Regions from separate parts of the Mus musculus genome. Here all the other regions are linked to region 4. Evidence: chromatin contacts called from public Hi-C, HiChIP or PLAC-seq and promoter capture Hi-C data. All regions are on one chromosome and are shown on one strand. Each heading gives the region's core, a stretch centred on a gene start, on an enhancer-like site or on the middle of the called end of the contact. The rest is flanking DNA. Distances are from core to core; before and after follow the strand shown. Region 1 overlaps Armc3 (armadillo repeat containing 3). Region 2 has its middle 130 kb from the start of H2al2a. Region 3 holds the start of Mllt10 (myeloid/lymphoid or mixed-lineage leukemia; translocated to, 10). Region 4 holds the start of Spag6 (sperm associated antigen 6). Region 5 has its middle 64 kb from the start of H2al2a. Region 6 has its middle 7.1 kb from the start of H2al2a.

What was found. Promoter capture Hi-C pulls out the DNA fragments that hold promoters and counts their contacts. A called contact is a pair of places that touch in the nucleus more often than the background predicts. HiChIP or PLAC-seq counts read pairs in DNA pulled down with a chosen protein or histone mark.
Region 1: a contact with region 4 is called in a Hi-C map of bone marrow-derived macrophages, with 14 read pairs. The contact joins the enhancer-like site here to the promoter of Spag6 in region 4. A contact is called at or near these places in 1 of 39 promoter capture datasets (embryonic stem cells), 1 of 484 Hi-C or Micro-C datasets (bone marrow-derived macrophages), 13 of 115 datasets of contacts at active chromatin or transcription factors (bone marrow-derived macrophages, craniofacial prominence, double positive thymocytes and 10 more) and 2 of 9 other capture datasets (embryonic stem cells and liver).
Region 2: a contact with region 4 is called in an H3K4me3 HiChIP or PLAC-seq map of embryonic limb bud, with 4 times the contacts expected there. The contact joins the enhancer-like site here to the promoter of Spag6 in region 4. A contact is called at or near these places in 7 of 39 promoter capture datasets (embryonic stem cells, frontonasal cranial neural crest, hippocampal neurons and 2 more), 7 of 115 datasets of contacts at active chromatin or transcription factors (bone marrow-derived macrophages, craniofacial prominence, embryonic limb bud and 3 more) and 2 of 9 other capture datasets (adipose tissue and embryonic stem cells).
Region 3: a contact with region 4 is called in an H3K4me3 HiChIP or PLAC-seq map of embryonic forebrain, with 5 times the contacts expected there. The contact joins the promoter of Mllt10 here to the promoter of Spag6 in region 4. A contact is called at or near these places in 12 of 39 promoter capture datasets (the C10 cell line, HPC-7-derived erythroid cells, cranial neural crest and 9 more), 15 of 484 Hi-C or Micro-C datasets (B cells, the G1E-ER4 cell line, bone marrow-derived macrophages and 9 more), 27 of 115 datasets of contacts at active chromatin or transcription factors (the 230-238 cell line, the NIH/3T3 cell line, the SCID.adh cell line and 23 more) and 4 of 9 other capture datasets (adipose tissue, embryonic stem cells, liver and 1 more).
Region 5: a contact with region 4 is called in a promoter capture Hi-C map of embryonic stem cells, with 2.4 times the contacts expected there. The contact joins the enhancer-like site here to the promoter of Spag6 in region 4. A contact is called at or near these places in 3 of 39 promoter capture datasets (embryonic stem cells, hippocampal neurons and stem cell-derived epiblast-like cells), 1 of 484 Hi-C or Micro-C datasets (embryonic stem cells), 5 of 115 datasets of contacts at active chromatin or transcription factors (bone marrow-derived macrophages, embryonic forebrain and embryonic stem cells) and 2 of 9 other capture datasets (adipose tissue and embryonic stem cells).
Region 6: a contact with region 4 is called in a promoter capture Hi-C map of embryonic stem cells, with 2.6 times the contacts expected there. The contact joins the enhancer-like site here to the promoter of Spag6 in region 4. A contact is called at or near these places in 2 of 39 promoter capture datasets (embryonic stem cells and liver), 1 of 115 datasets of contacts at active chromatin or transcription factors (embryonic stem cells) and 2 of 9 other capture datasets (adipose tissue and embryonic stem cells).

The regions. Positions count from the first base shown.
Region 1 is chr2:19,298,153-19,302,443 of GRCm38.p6, forward strand. It overlaps Armc3 (armadillo repeat containing 3), which reads left to right. Exons shown (of 20, transcript NM_001081083.2): 18 at 2,320-2,517. Among named protein-coding and RNA genes, the nearest start is that of 4930447M23Rik, 44 kb to the right of the region's middle. Within about 2 kb of position 2,434, at least 126 of the 459 cell types and tissues checked have an H3K27ac peak or open chromatin away from gene starts, as enhancers often do. A contact at or near this core is called in bone marrow-derived macrophages and double positive thymocytes, where this site is marked.
Region 2 is chr2:17,860,052-17,864,588 of GRCm38.p6, forward strand. No RefSeq gene overlaps it. Among named protein-coding and RNA genes, the nearest start is that of H2al2a, 130 kb to the right of the region's middle. Within about 2 kb of position 1,965, at least 33 of the 459 cell types and tissues checked have an H3K27ac peak or open chromatin away from gene starts, as enhancers often do. A contact at or near this core is called in craniofacial prominence and embryonic limb bud, where this site is marked.
Region 3 is chr2:18,061,734-18,065,986 of GRCm38.p6, forward strand. Mllt10 (myeloid/lymphoid or mixed-lineage leukemia; translocated to, 10) reads left to right here and starts at 2,852. Exons shown (of 23, transcript NM_001252560.1): 1 at 2,852-3,131; 2 at 3,302-3,461. The coding sequence starts at 3,302.
Region 4 is chr2:18,697,772-18,702,058 of GRCm38.p6, forward strand. Spag6 (sperm associated antigen 6) reads left to right here and starts at 1,251. Exons shown (of 11, transcript NM_001001334.2): 1 at 1,251-1,323; 2 at 1,397-1,492. The coding sequence starts at 1,299.
Region 5 is chr2:17,930,974-17,935,604 of GRCm38.p6, forward strand. No RefSeq gene overlaps it. Among named protein-coding and RNA genes, the nearest start is that of H2al2a, 64 kb to the right of the region's middle. Within about 2 kb of position 1,713, at least 54 of the 459 cell types and tissues checked have an H3K27ac peak or open chromatin away from gene starts, as enhancers often do. A contact at or near this core is called in embryonic forebrain and embryonic stem cells, where this site is marked.
Region 6 is chr2:17,987,527-17,992,109 of GRCm38.p6, forward strand. No RefSeq gene overlaps it. Among named protein-coding and RNA genes, the nearest start is that of H2al2a, 7.1 kb to the right of the region's middle. Within about 2 kb of position 1,630, at least 8 of the 459 cell types and tissues checked have an H3K27ac peak or open chromatin away from gene starts, as enhancers often do. A contact at or near this core is called in embryonic stem cells, where this site is marked.

The DNA of each region.
Region 1 (4,291 bases), core at 1,184-3,683, 600 kb after region 4:
TAATGGTAACATTGTGAGAGTCTAGTCTCCTGAACACAGGACAAAGGAGCTGCATCTGTACATACAAGGAAGGGTGTGGCAAGTTCACCTAAAGTGACAGTCCCCACACCTTAAAACTCATGTTCTTATTTACATGCCACTAGTGACTAGGTGACAGAGTCATCTAGAAATCTTGAAGTGTAGAACCGAGGTCAGTCAGAAAGAGGGAAGGAGCGACAGAAGCACGTAGGACACTGCGCAGGTCTGTGGCTGAGCTGAGGAACACTACATAGCCCACACTGTCCTGTTCTGACCTACCTGGACCCCTGAGACTCGGTCTTTTTATTAACTCTGAAATACTCTTGTTCCAACACCACCCAAGCATATTTCAACAAACCTCTTGATGTTACCCCACACGAGTATGCCATAAGAGTCTCATTTACTGCAGTTGCCCCTTGACAATTATTAAGAGAAAACATTTCTAAAGCTGAAAATACCATTGGAGGGGCCATTAGAGTATGGGTCAGCTGTGAAGTGGGAAGGCTGAGCATCGCCAGAGACTCTTGCATCCTTTAAGTTTTTTTTTTTTTAATTCCTTGCAAAGGGGCTGTAGTGACAATCTAGAGAGAACTTCCCCTCCCTCTCAGAGGATATGTTAGTTGGTTTTCTGCCAGCTTGAGTCTTCAGGGAAGGCAGAACCTTAACTGAGAAAATGATCTCAAGCAGATGAGCCTGTAAGCAAGTCTGAAGAATATGTTTTTTTATTAGTGATTGATGTTGAAGGACTCTGCCCACAGTAAGTAGTACCATCCCTGGAGTCCTGGGGTGTATGAGAGAGCCATGAGGAGTAAGCCAGTAGGCCTCATACCTACATGGCTTACATTTCAGTTCCTGCCTGAAGTTCCAGCCCTGACTTCTTCCCTCTGTGATGTAGTGTCACCTGAGAGATGTAAGCTGAAACCCTTTCCTCCCCAGCCAAAGTTCTGTTGGGTCAGCACTACCTAAGGCAGTCACTTGCTCTTCTGTCAGTCCTTCCATCCTTTCAGCTAGTGCCATCCCCTGAAAAAAGGCTGGTAAAGTAATCCCAAGGAGTACCAGGGACAGAGAAGACATTATCTATTAGCAGGAGATACTGAAAGTAATTATAACATACGGGGCTGGAGGTGGGTCAAAGGTTTAGGACAAGCTATTTGCAGGAAGGGTACCCAACAGAAAATGGATTCAAGGAATTCAGCAGCTAGTGCCTAGTGTTAGCCAATGGAAGTGTATGAAGAGCAAGCTTTTCCACCTCCCATGCTAGGGATAATTGGTGTAAACGTGAATAACTACTCACGCAGATGTAAGCAGAGTGCCCAGAGCAATTGAAGTCTTTAATTAGCCGGGCAGTGGTGGTGCACACCTTTAATCCCAGCATTTAGGAGGCAGAGGCAGGGGCAGGGGCAGGCAGATTTCTGAGTTCATGGCTTGCTTGGAGTGAATAGTGAGTTCCAGGATGGCCTGGGCTACACAGAGGAAAATTTAAAAAAAAATAAAAGAAAAAAGAAAAAAGAAAAAGAAAACGATACAAGCAACAAAGTTTTAAATTAACATGCCACAAAATGTCTTTCTGTTTAAAATGCTACAGAATTTTAAAGAGGGAATTTGTGCAGCCATTGACACCACAGTCAGAATAGAAAAAAGCTCAGCCAACCCAGAGTCCTGCCCTGATACTGCAACTCATTCTTTTCTCTGGAAAAAAGAACGAGACCTGGTGGTGGTTTTTCTGTTATTTTTGCCTTTCCAAGGTCTTACTATGTAGCCCTAGTTAGCCTCGAACTCACTTGTAGACCAGGCTGACCTTGAATCCACAGTAATCTGCCTATCTTTGCCTCCTGAGTGCTGGCATTAAAAGCATGGACTACCAGGTCCAGCCAAGAATGACTTTGATGGGATCATTCGTGTGTTACATCTGATACTGATGTTTTCCAGCCAGCATAATGCCTTTGAGATGCTTCCAAATTGTTCTGTGCATTGGTAGCCTATCCCTTTTTACTCTTAACCAGTATTTTATTGTATGGTCTTAACACTATATACCCATCTCTTATCAAAGGACATTTGAATTGTCTCTATATTTTTAATTTAAATTAACTTTTAATATAGATGCAAAATAATGAGCTTTGTCATAGCATTTGCATATATACATACATACATACATACACACATTGTATTTTGTTTTAACTAATTTCCCTCCCCGATTACCCTTTCCTTATTTCCCTGAGGCTTCTCAGATTGACTCAGAGCATAGTTAGTATTTGGACATTTCGACAGGATATGGGGTTTTATTATTGCTTACTTTCAAAGGAAAGGGAAAGGGAAAAAAGAAGAAGAGAAAGTGAAAGAGGAAGAAGAGATCCTGGCACTGCCCAAGTTCACGGAAGGCAGCCCTGAGAAAGAGTGGAACCCTCCTCCTGACCCTGAGTTCTGTGTGTATGTGCTGGAGGTGACCAAGTCGATACTGCCCATTGTCAACCTTAAGGAGCAGATTGAGGTCCTTGCCAAGTGAGTCTCTCCCCTCTCCCTCTCCTTCTCTCTCTGTATATCTATTTTAATTTCAGATTTTTAAAAAAAAAAACTTACAGTGGTTTGCTTTTCTTTAAAGTTACTTTAAAATAAAACCAACAAAAGAAGCTGCAATGGTTTACAGCGCCCGTGCTCTGCCTTCCCGCAGAAGCACAATGACTCACACACGGGTGCTCTTCTTTTTTGTGTGAGTCAGAGTTGAAATCGCTTAGAGACAAACACCTGGTTTTTGCTTTTGCTTTTTTTTTTTTTTTTTTTTTTTTTTTAGCTAAGCTGTTAAGACACATCTTTGGTATGATCTTAGAGAGGTAGTGAGTGAATGAATCTATGTTTAAAAACCAAATTGTTCCTTAAGTGTATGAGGTACTCAGCATTTAAAGGCATCCTATTGTGAGTTCTCTCTAACCCCCCTGCTGTTTGTTTGTGTTTTGTTTTGTTTTAATACACATTTCCTTTTCTAATGGGTGTCCGCTGGTTCATTTGCTATTTCTCGGGAGTGGGCTGTGGGCACTCTGAGAGCTTGCTGCTGGACAGAACAAGCCCTGTGTAAGCCTCAGAAGTTGCTCTTCTTCACTGGGCTCCTTCCATAAACAGAGGCTGAGGCCCTGAGCAGGTCTCTAAGGGAGCAGGACTGAAAATGGGGACGGGCTCCATGATTGGCACAACCCAGCAGGTGAACTGCTGGCTTTAGCACCAGCCACAGTGGGGGCTCAGTCAACTGCAGGTGGGAGTCGAGTAGCTGTCCTCAAACCCGGAAGTGACAACTGTAAGCCTCTCAGCTGACAGATCCCCGACTTCTGTCAGACAGGACTGGGGGAGATTCAGTGCGGTTGGCTCTAGAAGGATTTCCTGTGTCCTTGAGGCTTGATGGCTCTGACTGGAGAGTCTTGTAAACACTTGTGCAGTACTTCTCAACACTGTGTTCTAGCGGAGGCTCCACACATCACTTCTGAATCAGCTTACATTTAAACAATAATAAGGAGCAAGACAATGGCAGAGGTCTGTCCAGCTGCGGGATGGGCTGTCACTACAGGTGGGGTGACTGCTCGCCTCCACCTCCCTTCCTCATCGTCCTTTGTTTTGGTTTAGTTGCACTGTTTTGTTTTCTTCTTGTGTGTTTTTAAATTTTTATTTATTCACTTTACAACCCAATAACAGCCCTTCCTCTCCTCCCAGTACTCTCTCACACAATCCTACCCCATTCCACTTCACTTTTGAGAAGTGGGAGCCCCCTCTGGGTGTCACATCCCACCCCCCACATCAAGTTGGGCGGGAGTAGGACTAGGTGCATCCTCTCCCACTGAGGCCAGGCAAGAAGGTGCTTTTAGGGGCCAGGTATCCACAGGCAGGCGGGTAGGCCAGCAACAGGTTCAGGGACAGCCCCTGCTCTAGTTAGGGGACTCGAATGAAGACCAAGCTGCTCATCTGCTACACAAGTGCAGGGAACCTAGGTCCAGCCCAGACTCGCCCTTTGGTTGGTGATAAAGTCTCTGGGAGTCCCCAAAGGTCCAGGTTAGTTGACTCTGTTGGTCTTTCTATGGAGTCCCTGTCTTCTTGGGTCCCTTAATTCTTCTCCCAGCTCTTAGTAAGATCTTCCAAGCTCCGTCTAAGGTTCGGGTGTCTCTGCATCTCTTTCCATTGACTGCTGGGTGGAGCCTCTCAGAGGACAGATATGCTAGGTTCCTGTTGGCCAGCATAACAGAATATCCTTAGTAGTGTCAAGGATTGATTCCTGCCCATGGAATGGGTTTCA
Region 2 (4,537 bases), core at 715-3,214, 840 kb before region 4:
TTAGATATTTTCTTTATTTACATTTCAAATGCTATCCTGAAAGTTCCCTATACCCTACCCCCCCCCCCCCCCGTCCTACCCACCCACTCTCCTGCCCTGGCGTTCCCCTGTACTGGGGCATATAAAGTTTGCAAGACCAAGGGGCCTCTTTTCCCAATGATGGCCAGCTAGGCCATCTTCTGCTACATATGCAGCTAGAGACACAAACTCTGGGGATACTGGTTAGTTCATATTGTTATTCCACCTATAGGGTTGCAGACCCCTTCAGCTCCTTGGGTACTTTCTCCTCCACTGGGGGCCCTGTGTTCTATCCAATACATGACTGTGAGCATCCACTTCTGTATTTGCCAGGCACTGGCATAGCCTCACACGAGACAGCTATATCAGGATCCTTTCAGCAAAATCTTGCTGGCATATGCAATTGTGTCTGGGTTTGGTGGCTGATTAGAGGATGGATCCCTGGGTGGGGTAGTCTCTGGATGGTTCATCCTTTCGTCTTATCTCCAAACTTTGTCTCTGTAACTCCATGTTGTATTTTCAAGTGATTCTTAAAAGGAACCATGAACGTTTCTGTCTTGTAAAAAATTAAAGCTACTGGCATGAAGTGTAAAGTCTGTAAAGTAGGCTGCTTCGTTTCTCCTTTGGAATGTAAGAGAATTTGAATCACTAACAATTTTGGCTGTGTTTTCCATGCGCATAGGCAAAGCTGGAGTTAGCAGACAGCCACAATCCTTTTTGCCACAGTATGCTCACATTTGGCAAGCAGCAATGGCATGGTCCGTCATTTTAGAACAATTGCCAGACAGCAAAGGGCACAAGCAGAGAGCATATCAGAGCCTCAGCCATCCTTCCCAGCACTGTCAATGCGATTCACAACATAGTATGCTGACAGAAAAAAATTCAAATCCCCTGCCCAAGGGAGCCATGACTTCAGGGTAGCAGCATTGACAGAATCCATAGGATCAGAGTCGTTAGCTTTGGGAAGACTTTGATGTCACTTTCAATGGTTTCTTCCTCTAGTCCAATAGAATGGATGCGGCACTGTATTTATACAGCGGAAGAGATGTGCACACTTATAGTATAAACAAGAGTCTTTGCACAAGTTCCAGCTATCAACAAGTCCTGAGTTTCCTGGAGTGCCTTCCAAGCCAAGAATGTTTTGCTTCTCCGGCTTCCACCTGGAGAGCTAAAATAACAATCTTGTTAATGAGAGCACAATAGGACTAACTGTTCTGTTTTGCAGTGTTTCCACAAGGCATACCTTTTAATTGCCTGGTGCTGGCAACTTAACAGACTGTAATGAATACATTGTTCCTCTTTTTCTTTTTTTTCCCCCCTTGCACTCAGCCCCTGAGTTTCTATGTACAGAGTGGAGAAAACCCTTGTAAGATGCTGAGAAAGCATTTAGAAAAGGGAGGGGTTTTTTTTGGTTTTTTGTTTTGTTTTTTGGTTTTTTTGTTTGTTTGTTTGTTTTTTGACCCAGGAGGTTTGTCTTCATAGTTTGCATTCAGATGAGATTTGTTGGGGTGTCTGAAGCGTTTTCTGAATCAAAAGGGGGGTGGGGGAGACTAATTCGGAAACCTAAATTAATTTAATCTGTTTGCTTTTGTTTGATGCAGCAGCTGTAGAGACACACCCTGAAATCTTCAGTTTCAAGGGTCTGAGCTTTAAAGAGAAGGATGCGGGCTGAGGTGCCTTGCTTGGTTGAGGAAGGGAATCGGTTTTCAATTTCCTGTTGTGGACGTCTGGCATGATCCAAAAACTGCTTTGACTCAGACAAGGTAGATACCCCACACTTGCCCATCTCGCCTTTTATTAAATGAGAGCTTGCCAGGCGAAGCAAACATGAAAGAAAGGAAGGAAATTATTATCCTCACTCGCACGTTTTCACTGCGGGGAGATACCCCTGGGGTGAGGATGAAAGCAGAGGAAAGGTTCCTATTGGTCCATTAATGGTGACTGACACCCAGCTGACCACGCCCTCAGCGTGTCCATAAAGCTCAGGAGTTCCATAGCAGGAGCTTTCCTGTTTATGGTTAGGATCGGGCCCTCCTTTGGTGCTAATGATGTGCCAGTCAGTACCCATGGATGAATGTCCCAGAGCCTTCCTAAACAGCTCTGTCTCAGAAAAACCAGGATAGACTGACAGAATCTTTACAAGAACACCATTTGAGTGTGCACACAGATCAGTTTTCAAAAACCTTAGTAGGATACTTAAGAGGTAAGCAGGTTCACTTGGTCTGTCTCCAAGTTAATCAAGAAATCAGGGAGGCTTGCCACAGGCTGATGAATGGGGAACATACCAGAGCTGGGTTCAAAGAGAAAGAAGTGAAGTTTGGGATCAGATAACACAATTTACTCCTGACTTGATCTGAAAGAAAAATAGGTTGGGCAATGTCAAAGAAGGAACTACTGAAAATTAAGAAGAGGCAGCCAGGCAGTGGTGGTGGATCCCAGCACCCAGGAGGCAGAGGCAGGTAGATCTCTGAGTTTGGGGGCATGGTCTACAGAGTGAGTTCCAGGTCAGCCAGGGTCACAAAGAGAAACCTCTTGAGAAAGGAGAGAGAGAGAGAGAGAGAGAGAGACAGACAGACAGACAGACAGACAGACACAAGTTGTCCACAGACTGGGGAGCTTCAGGGACCAACTTGTCTTAGCCCCTGGGCTGGGGCTATACTTTTTACTTGTGTTCTGGGAATCTAAATTCAGGATCTCCTGCTTTCCCAGGAGGCATTTTACCCACTGAGACATATCCCCAGTCCCTAAATATTGACTTTAAAAATCAAAACAAACAAACAAACAAAGCTACCACAGCCTTATGTATTTGAAAAGAAGTAATCATTTACTGAAATTGAAACAACTATGTGACATTTATTTTCACAGATCCATCCTTCCCTCTCTGAAACAGGCTTTCTGTTCAGACCAAATGGTATGAAACTCATAGACAAACACTTCTATTCCCCGACACAGGGCTGATTCAGACAGATCCACTGGCACAAATACCTACTTCATGAAGAGCAGTTTCATAATTCTTTTCTTCTTAGTGTGTGTAGGTCAGAGGACTTGTGAGAGTCAGTTTTCTCCTTCCACTCTGTGGATTGAACTCGGTCATCAGTTTTGGCAGTAGGCGTCCTTACCTACTGAGCCTTCTTGCCAGTCCCATGATCCTTTACTTCAAATTTATCAACTGTTCATACTCAGTGAGGGGAAGTGAGTAAAACCAAGAATATTGAAAGGATGGACTGAGAACCTGAAATTTTCAGTCTCAAATATTAAAAACAAACAAAAGCCACCCTGGATGTGGGGTTTTGGGATGTCGAGCTCAGGACAACCCCTCCCTTTTTATCTTCTACTCTGCTCCCTGTCCAAGTACACACCCAGCACCAGGGCAGATGCCCCTGCACCTCCTTTTACCTGTCTTCCTCATTACCCCCATATAGAACTGAAATTCTTCCAGGGACAACAAAAATTGGATTTCATCCTCATGGCCACTGTGACGTTACCTTCCTCTATTGTGCCTGGGTCAACAATCCTCCTATATAAAGCTCCAAACGTGATTGAACAATGATAGTGGGTTCAAACCAGACATCTCTCCAAAATCAGCCATGGGCCTGTGCAGGTACACATTAACAACTGCCACCTCCACCCAAGCTTAGAACCCAGCTCTGGGGCATCCAGTCATCCAGGCTCGGAACCCAACTCCAGAGCATCCAGTTATCCCGACTTTCATGGGCTCCAGTGCAGTCAGCTATTGGTGTTAAGAAGACCCTGAGCTCACAGGTATGTCCATTTCTAGCTGTGGGCTGCTTGCCAGTCTCATGCAGGGCTCCTGAGTTTCTTTCCCTCCTAGCAGCAGGGCACAAGGCACCATTTGAAAGGCTTTTTCAATCTAAGAAACCTCCACTCGTTGCCAAAGAGCAATGTTTCCAGTGTCTCCAACCTGGAACAACCAGTGCTCAGATTCAGGAAGTAATTCCTGCCGCTGAGTTGGAAGAATAGGGTCCCTTGGATTTTTGCATGGGTACTTTGAGCCTAGAATAATAATTATAAGTACCAGGTTTCCTTAAGTCCTACAGAAAGGGAAGTTAATCACCTGAGCAATGGAAAACACTAGGGAGCCACGTTGGATTTTCATTCAAATCACAGAATCACTGGAAAGTCTCTTTCCTCTCAGTAAAATGGGGCCCATAAATCCCACCTCAAAGCTATTGTGAAAACAGGATTATGTAAAACAGTTAAGGAATTCCCTTCTCTGCACTGCCAGACACTTACTGTGTTCCCCTTGCTACTATATCAACACCCTGCCTTCCTCCTTCTTCAACTCTTCCTGGGGAATTCACTTTGAGATGGTGTTTCCGTGTTTATAAGAAAATTACTAAATAAAGACAAGGATGGATGGAAAATGAAGCATTTCTTCTCTGGACACTTACCTGACTAACACCAGATCTTCCTCCTCCTCCTCCACTTCTTCCTCTCCCTCTTCTTCTGCATCTGCTTCTTGAATGCATGTGAGTGTTTTGCCTGTTTGTTTGTCTGT
Region 3 (4,253 bases), core at 1,602-4,101, 630 kb before region 4:
AGACTAAAGAAAATTGTAAGAAGATATATTACCATGGAGTGAAAATACATTTTCCCATTATAGTAGGGTTAGAGGTTACATCATAAAATACTTTACTTGAGTTTTTTGTGGTTTGGCTCAGATGATTAGTTTAGAGAAAATAGATGAGCCAGTACCATGTTAGACACTATTATGTGAGGGATATTCCACACAATAGGCTTTTCATTCTTTCCTACAGGTATAAGATATATGTGCATATTTGGGGAATAAGGAACTGGATTTAAATGATAACATTAATATTGAAGTTCTTTTCTAGAAAGATACACTATCAGTCACATGGCAATTTAATTTTTGCATCACTATTTTTTAAAAATGTACTTGAACTTTAGCAATTATAAGTTTTACCCATTCTGAGACCTGATGATTAACATATGTGGCTAAATGTTTTTATTATATGTGTGTGCAGTAGGATACACTACATATCTTGTAAAGGACCAACACAGTTTTCTTTTTGTTATATTCCAGGAGTTTTTGGTACACAATGAATGTTCAGTAAATATTTGCTGAGTGAATAATTCACTGCATATTTGAGCTGCTTTATTCTGTCTACGATTCTTCCTTTGCACTCGATGTATTATAGAAATATATCAAATATTGTACACACAGCAACACATTTAGTGTCTGATGCTTGAGTAAAAATGAAATGCCCTGTTTTTTCCCAGTGTTTTCCCTGATTTTCATGTCTCTCTAGTATAGAATGTTAAAAACCAGTTTTAAAATAATTGGACTTCCAGTGTGTCAACCTGTATGCATGTATGCTTTCACAAAATTTCTGCTTCAGATACTATTATTTATATATAAGCGTGGCATAAACTGTGCATCTTTCCTGTTTTTTTCTAAACACATTTTCCCTTTTTTTTTTTTGTAAATGTCAAAACTTCATATAAATGACAGTTTTGTTTTTGTCTTGAAAAGAGCAAGTGTTTACCTACATTTATTAGGTGTTACAGAATGAGGTAAGATTCTTACCCTTTTTTTTCATACAAATTAGTTCCATCTCAAGAACTAAGCTCCAATGTATTAAAAATAAAATGAAATGTATTTTTAAATTATTTAGTGCATAGGCTTGACTTCAGTGTTTGGGAAGTTCCACATTGATTTGCACCAAAATTAGTCTATATTATGAGGCAAAACAGGATTTAGACAATGAACTGACTTCCTTTGTATAAGGGTAAAGGTAAAATATTTGGTACAGTTAAAACAGTAAACTTCTGTTTGAAAGTTGCCCTAGCTTTGTACAAGTCATAGTTATGTTAAGAGCATCATTAGAGGTCCAGAAATTTATTACCATATCCTCCTAAAAATGTCATTTTACTAATCTGTAGTCACCATTTCTAAATGTATTAATATTAAAACAGAATCCTTAGTTTTGTGTCCCTTTGGACATATTGTCTTCCTATCACAAGCTTTGGTAAATCCCCCATTAGTTTGGATTTCACATAGCTTTTGAATATATCTGACCACAGATGCTTACATTGTGCTGTATCGATCACTATTCTTACAACTTTAGCAATTATTTTGAAATAGGAAAAGAACAGCCACATTACCCTTTTTGAACATTTTAAAACTTAATATATTTTCTGTGGAGTGCTTAGAACTTGGGGTGTTTTAGCATCATGTAAGTGTATTTTCCAGACCATATTATATTGTTAGTTTCTAATAAGCCCTTTGTACTTGTAATTAACCAAAAACCATGAAGTTGCCTTGGAACTGTTTGTCATTTAAATAGCCTATTCATAATTCCCATTTCATGCTAAAGTTTAATGAACGAACACTTTTTGCTTAAAATCAATATTGGGTGTACATGGAGAAAGGATTAGGGAAACATTTTTTTGGTAGCTTAAAAACTACTCAATATCTAGCTAATTAATCTGCTAACATTGGTCTAATCTAATCTATATTTTATTTGTGTATTGGGAGGAAGCTCTCATATTTCTCCAATTTAAATGACATCACATTTGAAAAGGTAAATTTGGAGAATCGAGCTAAGATTAGAGGAATCCTCAATCTAAACTGGGCACCACACTCTCAATGCTGTTAACCTTTGGTGACAGGCTAGAACGTGGGTTCCTTCCTCCTTTAGCTGCATTTTTCCAGATCAGACTATTACGTTGCTAACGCGACCAACCACTTGTATACCTACCAAGCTATAATGCAGTCTTGGGGCTCCCGCTCAGAATATAGCCCAAACACAGGCTTTTTGCCTGTCTGTGATGCACTTTCATTTGCCACGGGGGCCAAGAAGGTGCGTAAGTGGGCGGTAGATCTGGTAACACTTCCACTGGGTGAACTTTGGGAAGAATCCAGGACGTGAATTTAATGGGTGGCGAAGCTGCGACAGTACTGTGAAGTTAGCGCGGCCAACTGCAGGAAGCCATGCTTCATTACACCCTTCATGGAAGCTGGCACCCTCTCCCAACCATTGTTACCCGCGGGCCAGTTCTCGAGGCACAGGCCTTCAGGTAGGTTCCCGGCGCCACGAGACGCCCCCGGGGGCGCCTCTCAGCGACCCCGGCCCCCACCGCACCCCGCCCCGCCGCGGCCTCTTCCTCATGCGCGCCCGGGGCCCGCGAGGCGACGGCCGCCCAACGTCCCGGCCCTCGTGCGCCCCAGAGCCCTCCGGTAGACTCACTCCGGCCGCGCTGAGCAGCCGACTCCGCTCGTCCCCCACCTCCGCACACCTCGGCGCCGCCGAGCGGTGCGGGGGAGGGGAAAGCCTGGAGGTAGGCAGGGGCCAGGGGACGCGGCGGCGCGCACGCAGGCCTCGCCTCTCTGGGCCGCCTCCCTCACGCCGGCCGCAGGGCGGGCCGACGCGTACGCCGGGTGACGCTCGGAGGAGGAAGCGCAGCCCCTTCCCCTCCCTCGCCGCCCCGGGCCCAGCGGGAGCCCCCCAGTGCGCCTGTGCGGAGGCCTGCTTGATTATGTGTGCCCTCCTCGGGCGGCGGCGTTAGCGGCCGGGTGGAGGTGGGGAGGGAGGACGCCGCGGAGGAGGAGGAGGAGGAGGAGACGGTGGCGGGGAGGTGGGGGGAGTCAGCAAGGACATGGCTCCTGACTCCTGTGCGGAACGTGAGTGACTGAGCGGCAAAGCCCGAGTGAGCGAGCGGCCGAGCGGGCGGGAGGGAGGGCGGGCGGGCTGGCGGAGACCGGGCCGGGGTCGGTCGGTCGATCGGGCTGGCGGGAGGGCGGGCGCGAAGGGCTGCGTGTGGGGAGCTCTCGGTGGCTTGCTTGTGTTTGTTAATGGTCCCCCCCAACTCCCTCTTAGATGGTCTCTAGCGACCGGCCCGTGTCACTGGAGGACGAGGTCTCCCATAGTATGAAGGAAATGATTGGAGGCTGTTGCGTTTGCTCAGACGAGAGAGGCTGGGCCGAGAACCCGCTGGTTTATTGCGACGGGCACGGCTGCAGCGTCGCGGTGCATCAAGGTAAACACCCAACCGCCCGCCGGGCCGAACCGGCCCGCTCCCAACCGTCACGGCTCCCCTCCCCCGCCCGGCGGCAACTGCCACCGCCGCCCCTCCCCCGGCCCGCCCGCCGCCGCCGCCGCTCCGCCCCCGCCGCCGCCTCGCCCCGCCCCCCGCCCCGCCCGGCGCGCAGCCCGCGGGAGCCCGGCGTGGTCGCCGCGGGCTCGGGCTGTGCCCCGGCCTGTGGGAGAAAGTGCGTGTGGCCCGGGCTATCACGTGACTCCGCGCTCACTCAAGTGTCATTAGGTGGCCGCCGGCGTCGGGCCGCGTCCTGCGCAGGGTAGGGTGGGAGCGCGAGACCCGCGCTGGAGTCACGGTGACGGCGCGTGGTGGCTTTGGGAACCGGAGGCCTCCTCCCCCTCCCCTGCCTGCTCCCGGTCTGCCGCAGCGTTGTCAGGAGACTTCCTGTGGCCTGGGACAACCTGCCTCTGAGTAGAGGGAGAGAGAGAGAAGGTGGGCCCTGCCCGCTGCACCCAGAGCTCTCTGGCATGGACCCTGCTGTTGGGGGCCACTGGGTGCTTCTGCGAAGACACTGGAAGGTGTCCCTGAGGGAGTGTCTGGGCTGAGCCGACCTGGTCATGGACCCCAAGAAGTAGTGCTGGTGGTGCCCCAAGAGCCTTTGGAGGTTGAGTCTATTTTTAGATGTTCTCATGGGGTGAATGTTTTGGGTACCCCCTTAATCGCCCCTTCCCTCCCACTCCCCCACGGGGAACTCTTTAGCATGTTTTTCTGCTTATTGAAGACTGTCCCTTT
Region 4 (4,287 bases), core at 1-2,500:
AGTACACTCCATTAGCAATTTTAATAATTCACTCCGGGTTTCCCTCTATATCTGTACCTGGGAGTCCTGTTGGGGAGAATGTAGAAGACCACTGTGAAACTTACAGAGTTAAGTAAAAGGATGTGTCTCTGACTGCTGACCTGCAGAAGCCAAAGGCTGTCCCAGGGTGTGAAGAGGACTAGACACACTAGTCCCAGCCTTCTAGGACTCCAGGGAATACCAAGGCTTCTTCAGAGAGCTCCTATCAGGAGTTAAAAGTGACTGTAGTAGAAGATTCCAAGTATGAAAACCAGAGATGTGTGTGCGTCCTCTTGGTGATAGCAAAGATTTCCGGTCTGCCACGATTAGGCAGCAGCTGTGGCTAGTTGTCCATTTGACACCTGGTGAAATGGTAGTTTCAGAGAGAGAAATATTTAAAATTGACACCTGTCACTGAAACATTTGGTGCAGAATTTTAAGAGAGGAGCTAGAACTAACGGTAAACTGTAGTGCTTAAATTTGATGAAAAAGAAAGGCTGCGGAGCTCCATTTATGTGAGCTGGTCTTTTCAGATAAAAAGAAATGTCTCTTTTGGAAATGTCACCGAGCAACAAAATAAGGCCCGAATTTAAAAGAAATTATTTTTTAGAAGTCATATTGAAATATAGAGACAGCAAACTTGGTAGTCATTAGAAAAACCTGCAAGATGGATATTTATCATATTATTTTCTTTTCTGCTTTTCCACAGACTCTCTAAGTGTCCTTAATTGTTGTTAATATATCGTAATTCAGTGTATGGACACGATTGCTGTGACTCTCCAGGAATTCGGAAATCAGAAGTGCCAGGTAAGGAAGAGAGGCATTAAGAGCAACACGGAGTAATGTGTTGCCAGTGTTGCTTTGATCCGGGGACACGCCGGGCCAACGCGTCTATCTGCCTGACGCCTGGTCCCCGAGCGCACCCCTTCTCTCCAGCCCCTAGCCCGCTCGCGCTGCAGTCGCGCTGCAGTCGGGAAAACCCTGCCTCGTGGATGGGTCGGCATAGACCAAGTCCTCCCGGGAGACTCTGGCGCCCTGTGCACCGCCTACAGGGAAGTGACAACCGACGGACTGTCTCGAGCAACACTGGAGTCCCAGCTTATCAGGTCGTCCCTCCACCACTCCATCGACCATTGTGATGTCATGCCTGGGACTTAACTGTTGCGACAGGACGGCTGCGTTCCGATTCCGACTGGTTGCCCAGGAGTGTGGGTACACAGAGCAGTCCCGAGGGACGTTGAGGGGTCGCGGCGAGCGGACCCGACACGCGCCGCGGCACCATGAGCCAGCGGCAGGTGCTGCAAGGTAGGAGCCTTGGGAAGGCGCCCCGACGGGTTGGCTCCTAGGGTGGGCTACTCCACTTCGCCTCTCTCTGCAGTGTTCGAGCTGTACCAGAACGCCCGGACCCGGTTTGTGCAGATGGTGGCGGAGCAGGCGACCAAACCCCAGAACATCGAGACACTGCAGAATGCGGGTGAGCCTTCACAGCTCATGGGACCCTGGTCCCACACCTCATCCCGAATCCATCTTCCTCCTTCATCGCCTTGGCCTCATCCTTCATCCCGCACTTCATCCTCACACCACCCAGCGCCCCAGCCTCCCTTGGTCCCCGGTCCTCTTTCTTTCCCAGCTGCCCACATTGTCTTTATGCTCCCTTATTAGCTCAGCTTTTGGGGAGCCGAGGAAGTAGGCTAAAGTGGTGCCAAGTTCCGCCGGACTCCCTCCCCTCCGCGGTATCTTGTGGGTGAGGCAGTGGAGGAGGCCTGGTATTATTTCCATCTTCGTTGCAATCGGCCTGCCATATGAACTGCCAGAAGTCGTTTTCCTGGATGGGAACGTACCCTAACCAGACCTAGTCTATCCCTCTCTTGTCACTCCTAGATCACATTCACTTCCTAGAAGCAAAGAAATCCCAGGCTGATTTCACTGGTCTCCTCTAGGCATTAATGGAGTAAGAGTAGTATGCTTGAAATTTTTTCCAGGACATTCGAAGCAGGCAAAACGGACCTGGTTTTGTGAATCTTACAGGGCATCCTTTTCCCACCCCTTAGTCTGAAAGGAAGGAGGGGAAAGAGGAGAGGTCACAGTTAGTGAAATCCATCTTTGTTCCACCACCACTAGTGAGTGTGTGTGTGTTTCTGAAGAGACAACACTGATGGGGCACCAAACACAGACCACAGAAAGGATTCCATCCAAATCTAGTTTGGAGAACCAATGAGTTTAGCATTACTAACAGGAACCAGTGTAATCTACCATTGACTACACCACTGAAAATACCTTCCCCATCACCTTAGTCACTTAGACATCCTGGAAAAGGTCCGTACTTCATAAGCCTCTGCTCTAAATGTCTTTGTCTGTAGTCACCTTATGATTTGAGGCTGAAAGACAGAGAGGCAGAGGGACACACACACACACACACACACACACACACACACACACACGAAGGGGCCTCCAGCATCGCCCAGAAGACAGCTTTCCACAAAAGCCTCTGACTGAACTGTAAGCTTGATGCCACTTACTAGGTCTTAAGAAAACCTCAGTTTACAGGATGAGATCTAATTTAAAACTAGTTTAAATGAACACATCATTAAAATAAACTAAGAACACATTGCCATGGTCACAGCACCTAGACAGCGCTTACTTCTGGCTTTCTTTGAGGAAACACCTTCTCTTGATCAGATTCTCTGTTTCCTCACTGAATTTTACTGTTTATCCCTTAGGTGTTATCTCTGGTTGTGAAGGGGAGCCATTTATAATAAAGTATGTTTTCAATATTTAAGTAAGTGTAAACATTACATGTAAATTTACAATAATTGTAAATTTGGGCTCTGCCAGTGCCATCTTTTAAAACTTTAGAACAGATTCCAGGGAGGATACTGTGGCAGAAATTCTTTGATCCTAGTTTCCATCTTTTCAGTTTTGTTTCAGGCTATATAAACTTTTGTCTCTAGAACCTATGCCATAGTCAAGATTCTTTATGACAACGATCTCTTGCATTTTTCCTTTAAATTTTAAATGAGCGTGCATGTGCTTGCTGGGTGCCAAGACAGAAAAGGACAGATTTGGAAGTCAGCTCTCTCCTTGTACCTCCTGGGTCCTGGATGTTGAACCCAGGTTATCAAGCTTGCCATCAGACAAGTAGAGCCACCACGACTGCCTTGTATAGTGCTACTAAATCAAGGTCACTTCCAGCTGCTGTCTCTAACCTGTGCAACCCCTGAACAACCCCGTTATCTGTTTTAAAATGTTGTCATTTCGGAACTCATTTTGTCCTGTAATTGTTTCATGCATATTAATTTTCCTTACGTATAAAAATTTTGTTATGGAATTTTACATTTTAAAGACACAGTTACTTTTAAACTGATTTTTTTTCTCAGTCCTTCTCAATGTACTCTGTGAATAGGTGCTTGCTACTTACAAGGATTACTGCTTGGATTATGTATATGTAGTAAAATAGTACTTTTTAAATAAGAAATACTTTAGAATAATACTGAAATATTAAATTAAATATACAGAATACTGAAGATAAAGAGTATCTTTAGGAATTTTAATGACTTGTTGCCTCTTCCCATCAGAGTACAAGGTAGAATACATTGTCAGTTTTGTTTTGTTTTATTTTTATCTTTAAGTCAAGGTTTTAGCCTTGGTGCCCAGGTTGGTCTTCAACTCTCTGTCCCTCCTGCCTCAATTCTACCAAGTAGCTAGGGATATGAACAGGATATAATGCTCCAAGTGTATGGGGAATTTAACATAAACTAGCTGGCTAAATGGTCAAAGTATGGGAGGCTTGTGGCTCAGGCCTGTAAGTCTGGTTTGTGAAGAAATGAATACAAGGGAGATATAGTAGTCTTTCAAAATTATCCACTTAATGGCACATTAAGATTTTTTTCTTTTCTGGGGAAACATATTTTTAACATACTTATCTAGATCTCATAATTCTAGCAGTAGTTTAAAATCATGAGTATCCCTGTAGTTCAAAACAACTTACAAGTTTTATTCTGAAACATTTTCTTCCTTCCTAGTCAATAAGATTAACCATTCTAATGGCAAATTCTTTAAAAAAAAATCACCATGGACTTAAACATTGCAGTCAAGCTTTGACAGTAAGGTGTTGGTTCGTTTTACTGTTGACTTTGATATATGGTCTATGTATCTGGCAAGATTTTTTGTTCCCCATCTCCCAACATATTCTTTAATTAAACATGCAGCATGGGTCCAGGATAATAAGAAAACATTTTCCATATAGGCATAATGAGCAAAGCACAATTC
Region 5 (4,631 bases), core at 463-2,962, 770 kb before region 4:
TTCCATGCCAGTATGAACATGTCAGGCATTTTCCCCCAGGTGTGGCAGAAACCATGAACAAAGCAGAAAACACTGTGGGTAGCAGAGGCTCGGAGGCTGTGTCTGTAACCCAACACAGTCGATGCTGAGTGATCCAGGAGCCAGAGAGCATGGCCAGAGATAACAGAGCAATGTTCATTATTTGTGGCTGTAAGGACGGCACCAGACCCACCTGCTCCACGATCGTGGAGAGTTTGCTGGGAAGCCCCTCTATAGCAATCTAGAAAAATACTTTCTGGAGAGGATACTTTCCTGAGCATGCTTAGTTCAAGAAGGAAAAGTGGCAGACACAATTTGGAGCAGGGTCAACCCAAGGTCAAAAGGCTGAAAGAGCAACCACAAACTCTTCTTTCTGGCCATCCATGCTCATTTTAATATTATAATGAGCCACCTTTACTTTAGGGGCCTAAAAGAATGAGTTAGGTGGCTCAGAAGATCCTGGTTGGTTCTCCAAAAACGTTAGCTGCAACAGGGAGAGAGAATGACACCAGACATAAGTTGTCTTAGGTATCTGCTGTTAACAGACACCATGGCCAAGGCAGCTCTTATAAGGACAACATTTAATTGGGGCTGGCTTACAGGTTCAGAGGTTCAGTCCATTATCTTCAAAGGTGGGAGCATAGCAGCCGCCAGGCAGGCATGCTGCAGGAGGAGCTGAGAGTTCTACATTCATCTGAAGACTGGCTTCTAGGCAGCTATGACCAGGGTCTTAAAATCCACTCCCTCAGTGACACACTACCTCCAATAAGGCCATACCTCTAAATAGTGCCACTCTCTGGACCAAGCACATTCAAATGGCCATGTAAGTTAATACAGGAGTTTGTCCCAAAGTTGCCTGTCCTTCTTGGTGGCTGAAGGAGTTGTAGGATACTCAGAGGTCTCCTGTTTGAAAGTGGAAATATCCAAGGAGAAGCTCTCCCTGATCTGCAGCAGTGTAGAGCCCAAGGGAACTCCCCACCCCACCCCACCCCTGCACCCTGAAGGTTCCAACAGCAAGTCAATGTAGTTGAAAGAGAAGTAAAGGGCACAGGTCCACGATTTGCACTGGATGAGGAAGTTAGAAGCCGGTGTTCCCCTTTCGTGGGAAGTAAGCATGACTGAGTAGGGGCAGTGTTAGAGGAGATGTCAGACTCAGAGTCAGGAAGTCTTCTAGGACAATGTTTGCTTTGGGTTCACTGGCATCTTCCTTCTTGCCATACGCATCAATTTCCCTAGTTGGTGAGATAGCTAAATAGTGGAAAATAAATTCACATTGTCGTAATATCTTCTGGAAGTTTCAGTCTTGAAGGTGAAGAGGAAAAGCCCTGTCCTTGGAACTCTCGGTTTAAAGTCCAAAGTGGCACCAGGCATGGTGGCACATGCCTTCACTCTCAGTACTGGGAAAGTAGAGGCAGGTGGATCTCTGTGAGTTCAAGCTAGCCTGGTTTACACGGTGGGTTTGAGGTCATTAAGGCTACATGGTGAGACTCTGTCTGAAAACACAAAACAAAAGATCTAGAGTGGCGTAGCTCAGAATATGGTTTGCTGAGAGTCAGCCCTCACCAGGCACTTAGCTGCATGCATTGAGACAGGCGGGCCTAACATTCTTGAGTCACTGCGCTAGGACTATGATACTCGAGCTCTCCACAGAGCCTGCTTGCGCATGGGCTGTTCAATTAGCAGCAGAGAAAAGAAAGGGCCCCCGATAAGCAGAAGCGACATAGCAGTGCAGACATGTGCAGGATAAGGGTGACATGGGACACTCTGAAAGGTCAGCAGATAAAACACAAGACGGGCCTGACAAAGGAGGAGAGTAGGCGCACTGCGGAGACCCTTCCCCTAGGCACACACGGCTAAAGGTTTCGCTCAGTCCCCAACAGAGACGAACAATAAGTTCAGAGCGGAACCATACTGGAAGGGATTCGGACTCCTTCTGTATAAAGTAGCGTTCACATTCAGCTCAGCAAAAATCCGATCTAGGTCTCTTTCCACGCCTGCGTTTTGTCATTCTTAATTAACACCGTTTTTATCGCTATGCAGTTCCAAGCTAATGAAAGCCTGAAGGTGTTCTTAAAGCTGTGTTCAGAGAAGAGCCAGCTCTAACCATGAGAGTCCAGGGCCCAGTGCTTGCCTGTGTAAGCAGGGTAAACAGTGTCCTTCGCGCCACAGACCACTCTCTTAATAAGCCCTGGGTCACAATGACTTAGAAATACTTTCCAGTTCGTGCTCTAGAAGGAAAAGAAGGTGGGTTAAATCAAAGGCTTTTCAGGCTACCAACTGCTAAGGAGCAATCTGTCATTTTCTGGAGGGAGGGGGCGGGGAGGGAGGATATAGTCTGGGGACAATTATTTTGGTGGTCTCTCTTTGTATTCCTGTTTCTGCTTTACATAACACTTCTCACACACCCCAGTGGCCTTTAGAGAACATACCAACTTCTCTGACAGGACCCTTCTCTCCAGTCCCCTATTCTCATGCAAATTCGCCCTATAAGTCCACTGCTTTCTCATTCCGTTCCCATTTTGAAACATAAAAAGAAGAAAGCCCCCAGAAGCCCCTTGGTTGCACCAGAAGGGGTGCAGGCTAGATAACCTTTGTCCCTTTTCCATCACTTAACTCCTGATCCGAGCCCACCGTGCTCCCACTGCTGTGGCTGTGGCTTTGTCAGTGTCCTTTTGGAGACCCACAACAATTCACATTCACAAAAAGTAAGATTAAAAGTGTGTGGCTGTTGGCCTGAACTCCCGAGTCCCACTTCTGTTCCTACTAATGATTTCTTCTCAAGGGCAGATTTTTATCTTAGGAAGGAGAACAAGGCTTCCCCAGCTGGGAGAGCAGAGGAGAAATCACCCCCAGATCTCTACTGAAACCTAAGAAATTGAGGAATTTACTAAATGAAACGCAAGGCAGAAGACAGCAAGAGAGAGCTGGGGTGTAGGGAACTTGCCTGCCTACCATGCACAAAGCCAGGGGTACAAGCACACAATCACAGACCTGAACCTCCTGTGGGTGAGGGGAGGAAGGACTAAAGAAACATTTATCATTATACATATATTGTACTCTATGGGAAATATACACATATATCTAGACCCTGTGCTCATGAAACTTGGAGCCGCATAAAGAAGATAAACCAAGAGGGGCATTCTTGTTTGTTTGTTTGTTTGCTTGCTTGCTTGCTTTGTTTTATTTTGAAGTATGAGTGCTTAAAGGCCTTCAGATGTGGAAAAGAATGTAAACTTTCTGCCCTGTGTGGTACCATATGCCTGGAATCCCATCACTCACGAAGGGGACTAAAGAGACAAGGACACCCTGAACTATGAGGACCTGTCTCAAGCTAAATGAATAAAAAAGCAAATGATGATCAAATGATTTTTTTGTTTTGTTTTGTTTTTTTTGTTTTTCAAGACAGGGTTTCTCTGTGTAGCCCTGGCTGTCCTGGCACTCACTCTGTAGACCAGGCTGGCCTCGAACTCAGAAATCTGCCTGCCTCTGCCTCCCAAGGGCTGAGATTAAAGGCATTCGCCACCACCGCCAGGCTTAATCAAACAACTTTTAATGCCATTTGATCAGTTATATGGAGGCTCAAGTGACCTATATTTAATACAAAGTGATTCAATAACCATCAAAATCAAAAGACATTTTAAAAACCATTTGTTATGGAGGCTACGGTGTCACGATGAGCAAAAGAGCAGGGTGGTTCATGAGCACCATTCCTGTGTCCATTCTTAACCCTGTGTGTGCCTTGTATGACCCAATTGCACAACAGATGCAGAAAATGAACAAATTCCAGAATCAAAGCACAGACAGGAGCAGCACATGGCAAGACCTCGGCAGGGGGAGCGCGGGCAAACCTCTGTTGCACAAGTAAAGAGGGTTTGGACAGACTGAGTGATTTACCCAAAAAAGAGCAGTACAAGAATTTCTGCCGGGCGTGGTGGCACACGCCTTTAATCCCAGCACTTGGGAGGCAGACGCAAGTGGATTTCTGAGTTCGAGGCCAGCCTGGTCTACAGAGTGAGTTCCAGGACAGCCAGGGCTACACAGAGAAACCCTGTCTCGAAAAACCAAAAAATAAAAAAAAAATAAAAAAAAATTTTTTCTAAATATCCAGGTTTTTATGTCTGAATATTTATTACTGTATATACTACCTCCTATTTTTTACATCAAGTTGTATCAATTAAAAAAATTTCAATATTCAAGAGGTCACAAATTAAAATAATAAAAGGCATTTGATTTACATAATATGAGTGAAAGTTTTTAAAAAGTGTGACTCAGCAGGAAGCTGGAATTTGGGCTTTTTTTTAAGATTTATTTATATGTAAGTACACTGTAGCTGTCTTCAGACACACCAGAAGAGGGCATCAGATCTCATTACGGATGGATGTGGTTGCTGAGATTTGAACTCATGACCTTTGGAAGAGCAGTCAGTGCCCTTAACCGCTGAGCCATCTCTCCAGCCCTTGGGCTTTATCATTCTTTTCCTTTAGATTTATTTTATTTCATATATATATGAGCACTTGACCCTCATGTATGAATATGTGCACCATGTGCGTGACGAGTGCAGGTGAGGCCAGAAGAGGGCATCAGATGTTTTGGACCTGGAATCACAGAGCCTT
Region 6 (4,583 bases), core at 380-2,879, 710 kb before region 4:
AAAAAACCTGTGAAACAGGAAAGCATGCAATTCAAAGATAGCTGAAAGGTAACATACAGTTTGAAAGTGTTGCCAGAAAAAAAAAAAAAAAAAAAAAAACTAGCCAGACAGTGGTGGCACACACCTTTAATCCCAGCAGTTGGGAGGCAGATTTCTGAGTTCGAGGCCAGCCTGGTCTACAGAGTGAGTTCCAGGACAGCCAGGGCTACACAGAGAAACCCTGTCTCAAAGAGAGAGAGAGAGAGAGAGAGAGAGAGAGAGAGAGAGAGAGAGAGAGAGAGAGAGAGAGAAGAGAAGAGAAGAGAAGAGAAGAGAAGAGAAGAGAAGAGAAGAGAAGAGAAGAGAAGAGAAGAGAAGAGAAGAGAAGAGTTGCCGATGACTCAGTCTCATATACCCTTGGCTAGTTCAGTCCATCATGCCCAGCCTATGTGATGCTGGCTCAGACTCCTGCATACTAAGCAATCCATGGAGATATGTCCTCAGACCCATTTGTATTTGATTACTGTTCTAGATTGCTTTTTGCTGTGGTTGTTGTTGCTGCTGCTGGGATTAAAATCTATGACCAAAAGCAACTTGAGGAGGTAAGGCATACAGGTTATGGTCCATCATCCAAGAAGTTAGAGCCCAGGATCTCTGGACAAGATGTGGGGACTAATAATGCTTTCAATGAGTGTAACCTGAGCCAGGCATATCCAGACTTCTGGTGTCAGCACTTTCCTGCCACATTGGAGAGACTTCCTGTTCTCTTCAATCATCTGGTAGCATCCTCTATCCAAACCCATCAAATTCCATCCAGGAGTTTGAGAGAAAGTCTTAGGGAAGAGAGAGAAATCTCTTTGAGATGATCAAACATTGGTGAAGTATGAATTCAGAACACACCTAAGTTCTGATGATCCCAACTGTAATGTTTTTAGATTTTCTTTGTTTGTTTGATTGATTGGTTGATTGATTGATTGCTGGGAACTCCCAGAGGCATGTGTTATGCTACTGAGCCCCATCTTTTTGTTTTGTGTTTTTGTGACTATTTAAATTCTTTATTGTACTATCCATTCAAAGTTTTCCACCTCATCCAACATGCCAATTTAGAATCAGGAAGAACTTTGATGAGATTTCACTGCTACTATCCACTCTATTCCTTTATATGTGGAGGAGGGCAGCAGGGGATACTTAAAAAGCATTCTGTCACCAACATAAAACCCCAAAAATTTAACTTATTTTGAGACTAGGTCTGGCTAAGTTAACTAGGCTGGCCTTGAACTTGATATTTTTTTGCCCCATCTTTCCAAAGAGCTAGGATTGCAGGTCTGTGGCACCAGGCAAAACAACCATCTACTCAAATTCAAAGCAAATGTTAAGTATGACATCATTCTTTCATTGGAGTAATCAATAAAAAGATACATAGATGCATAAGTCCTTTAATTGTTACTATTATACAAAAGCGGAATGGCAGAAATCTAAATATTCAGAGATATGGGGAGATTGGTTTGTTTGTTTGAGACATGGTTTCATTCTTCAACCTTGACTGGCCTCAAACTTGGGGTCTTTTTGCCCCACCTCAGGAGTACAGGCCCAACATACTAGGGCTACCACACCATACACAGCAGTTTCCAGTTTTCTGAAATCCATAGCAATAGGTTCAGTTTAGCATCATAAGACTGCAGCCAGGGCCACAAAAGCATCCTTAGGAGTGTCACCGCCAACCCTCCATAACAAAAGATGGCTAGAGTTTCACCCACTGGCCTGGGAAAATCCCATTCTACAGGAAGTCTGTTCATTGTTATGCGTATATCAATGAAGGTTGATCAGTCGCAGAAAGGGAGTGGAAAGAGGGTGAGCTAATGAAAGGGGACACTCAAGCAAGGTCATTCATCCAGTTTCCTTTTTTTTTTTTTTTTTTTTTTGAACCTAAGACCCATCAATGGTCAGACAAGGTGTTTCTGGAAACTGCTGTTCAGTGAGCTCTTCTGCAGGAAGAGAAGGGTAGCCAGACAAGGTAGCCCAGACCTGTACTCCTAGCATTTAAGCATTTAGGAGGCTGAAGTGAGGCAAGACAACCTGGTGTTCAAGCCTAACCTAGGCTTCATAGTGAGACTCTCTCTCTCTCTCTCTCTCTCTCTCTCTCTCTCTCTCTCTCTCACACACACACACACACACACACACACACACACACACCACACAAAAAGGGGGAATCTGAGAGAAATATATTTCTACACTTTATGGTTGCTTTGAGGAAGAAGCCATGAAAAGAGGAAATGAGCAGTTCAAGAGTCTTGGTTCAGAACCCTTTCCTTCATCTAAACTATTCAACATGCCAAAAGCCCTGTTTGTGAAGGGGTGGGGGTGGGGGCTAATGTTCTGATCCCTAACAATAAATCCAAATGAAAAAAATTAAAAAGGAAGGACATGACTACTCCTAGGTATGGTGGAAGACATTTATTGTAGATAAAAGGGAGAGCTTAGCTAGAGACAGGGGCATCTGGGAGAGTCCAAACGAACATGATCCATGTGAGGAGGGGTTGGGAGAGGGGAGATCCAGGAGAGTAAAAGGTAGGCAAAGGGCCAGGTAGCCAAAATGGCTGGATTATACAGGGAAGGACAACTGGGGGAGGAGCAGCCCAGGCTTTGGGCTGAAGAAATTTAGGACAGGGAGCTGGGTATACAATCATACCCTATAACAGGTAGGGACGGAGGATGCTGGGAGGACTTGGAGACCAGGTCCAGTTAAATAGACCCCTCAGTTAAGCATTTGTCACCAGCTTGAGACCTAACATGTCAGTATGGCATACTAACCTTACAGGATTCACACTGAAAAAGATAAGTTCACTGCTATTCCTTTATTTAGAGGAACTTGCTTTGCAATGACTGCTTTCAGTAGTACATGATTATCTCATGGTAAATGATTGGATGAAAAGGTTTAATGTTTAAGTTCTGAGGGTCAAAGACTGTGTAAATGCAAGTTGTAAATGTCTAAGGAAGTAGTTTAAGGTATATAAAAATGAACAATATTTCAGCTGGGTGGTGGTGGTGCACGCCTTTAATCCCAGCACTTGGGAGGCAGAGACAGGTGGATTTCTGAGTTCGAGGGCAGCCTGGTCTACAAAGTGAGTTCCAGGACAGCCAGGGCTATACAGAGAAACCCTGTCTCGGAAAAAAAGAAAAAAGAAAAAAGAAAAGAACAATATTTCAAAAAAATTTCCCTCTCTATGCTATTGTTATGTTAAATTTTCAAAAGCTCGGAGTTTTAATGCTTCTCAACCAAGTTCTGATAAGATATTAATCTGGGCCACTACTGCTATTATTATCATAGCCATTAAACTCAAAATTGTTAATTTCCATTGGTTGTTGTCTTAGTTAGGGTTCTACTGCTGTGAAGAGACCATGACCAATGCAACTCTAACAAAGGAAAACATTTCACTGGAGCTGGCTTACAGTTACAGAGGTTTAATTCATTATCATCATGGTGGGAAACATGGCAGAGTGCAGGCAGCCATGGTGCTGGAGAGGAGCTGAGTATTACAAGTCTTGATCCAAAGGTATCAAGGAGGAACTGGAATTCCACGGTGGGCAGAACTTAAGCATAGGATACTGCAAAGCCACCCCCACAGTGACACACTTCCTCCAACAAGGCCACATCAACTCAAACAAGGCCACACCTCCTATAGGCCACGCTTCCAAACACATGAGGCTATGGGGGCCAAACTTATTCAAACTATCACAGTTGTCTTTTAAGTATAGACTTAAAAATATCTTTATTTAAACCTTATATCCAACCCTCTGGATATATAGGGAAAATGTTCATGCTTTTAACCCAGAGTCATTTTTGGATCCCCAAGCTTTTTCTATAGAAAAAAGCATGAGACTCCAGTCTTTTCTACAATATGGATTTCAGTATAGATTACAGACAGTGGTAATGCTAATATATCTAAAACTTTTGTCTCTTTTTATAAACTTAAATTTTTCAAAGTAAGTTTCAGGGAATCAATTTTGATTCACTTCTCACAGGCCAAATGGACTCCGGATAAGTCCTTCTGTCAATCACTAGCCTGAGCTCCATGTCTATTACTATTTCTAAGGATGGGATCTCTCTCTCTCTCCCCTGGTCATGGGACTCTCCCACCTAACTACCAGAACTATGGGCATGGAAGTTTCAAGTGTACACTCAAGATAAAGATTTTCCCCAGACTCCTGAACTTCACCTTTTGTCCCTAGTCTATATTTGTCCCAACAGGTTTTCAATCAACTGCAGACTGCTCCAAACCCCAGCCCTAAATGCTTCTGAAGGAATTCCCCAGTCAGCCTGAGCCTCTGCATTCTGGCACAACCTGTGCAGGGAGAGAAGAAGATGTTACTCAGCTTGCGCTCCTCTCTCCCTCTCCATCCTTTGACCATCATTTCAGCCTTCCTGCCCCCTACACAACAGTGTCCCAGTTTCAGCAGGAAGTAGTTATATCACCCCTTATCTACAAAATGGCTGAAATAGTAGGTTTCAAAGAAACCATGTCACTCAGTCCCTGTGGCTCCTCCTAGCACTTCTCACCCTGTCCCTGCCCTAAACCTTTCACTTCCAGGGCCTGAGCTTCCCC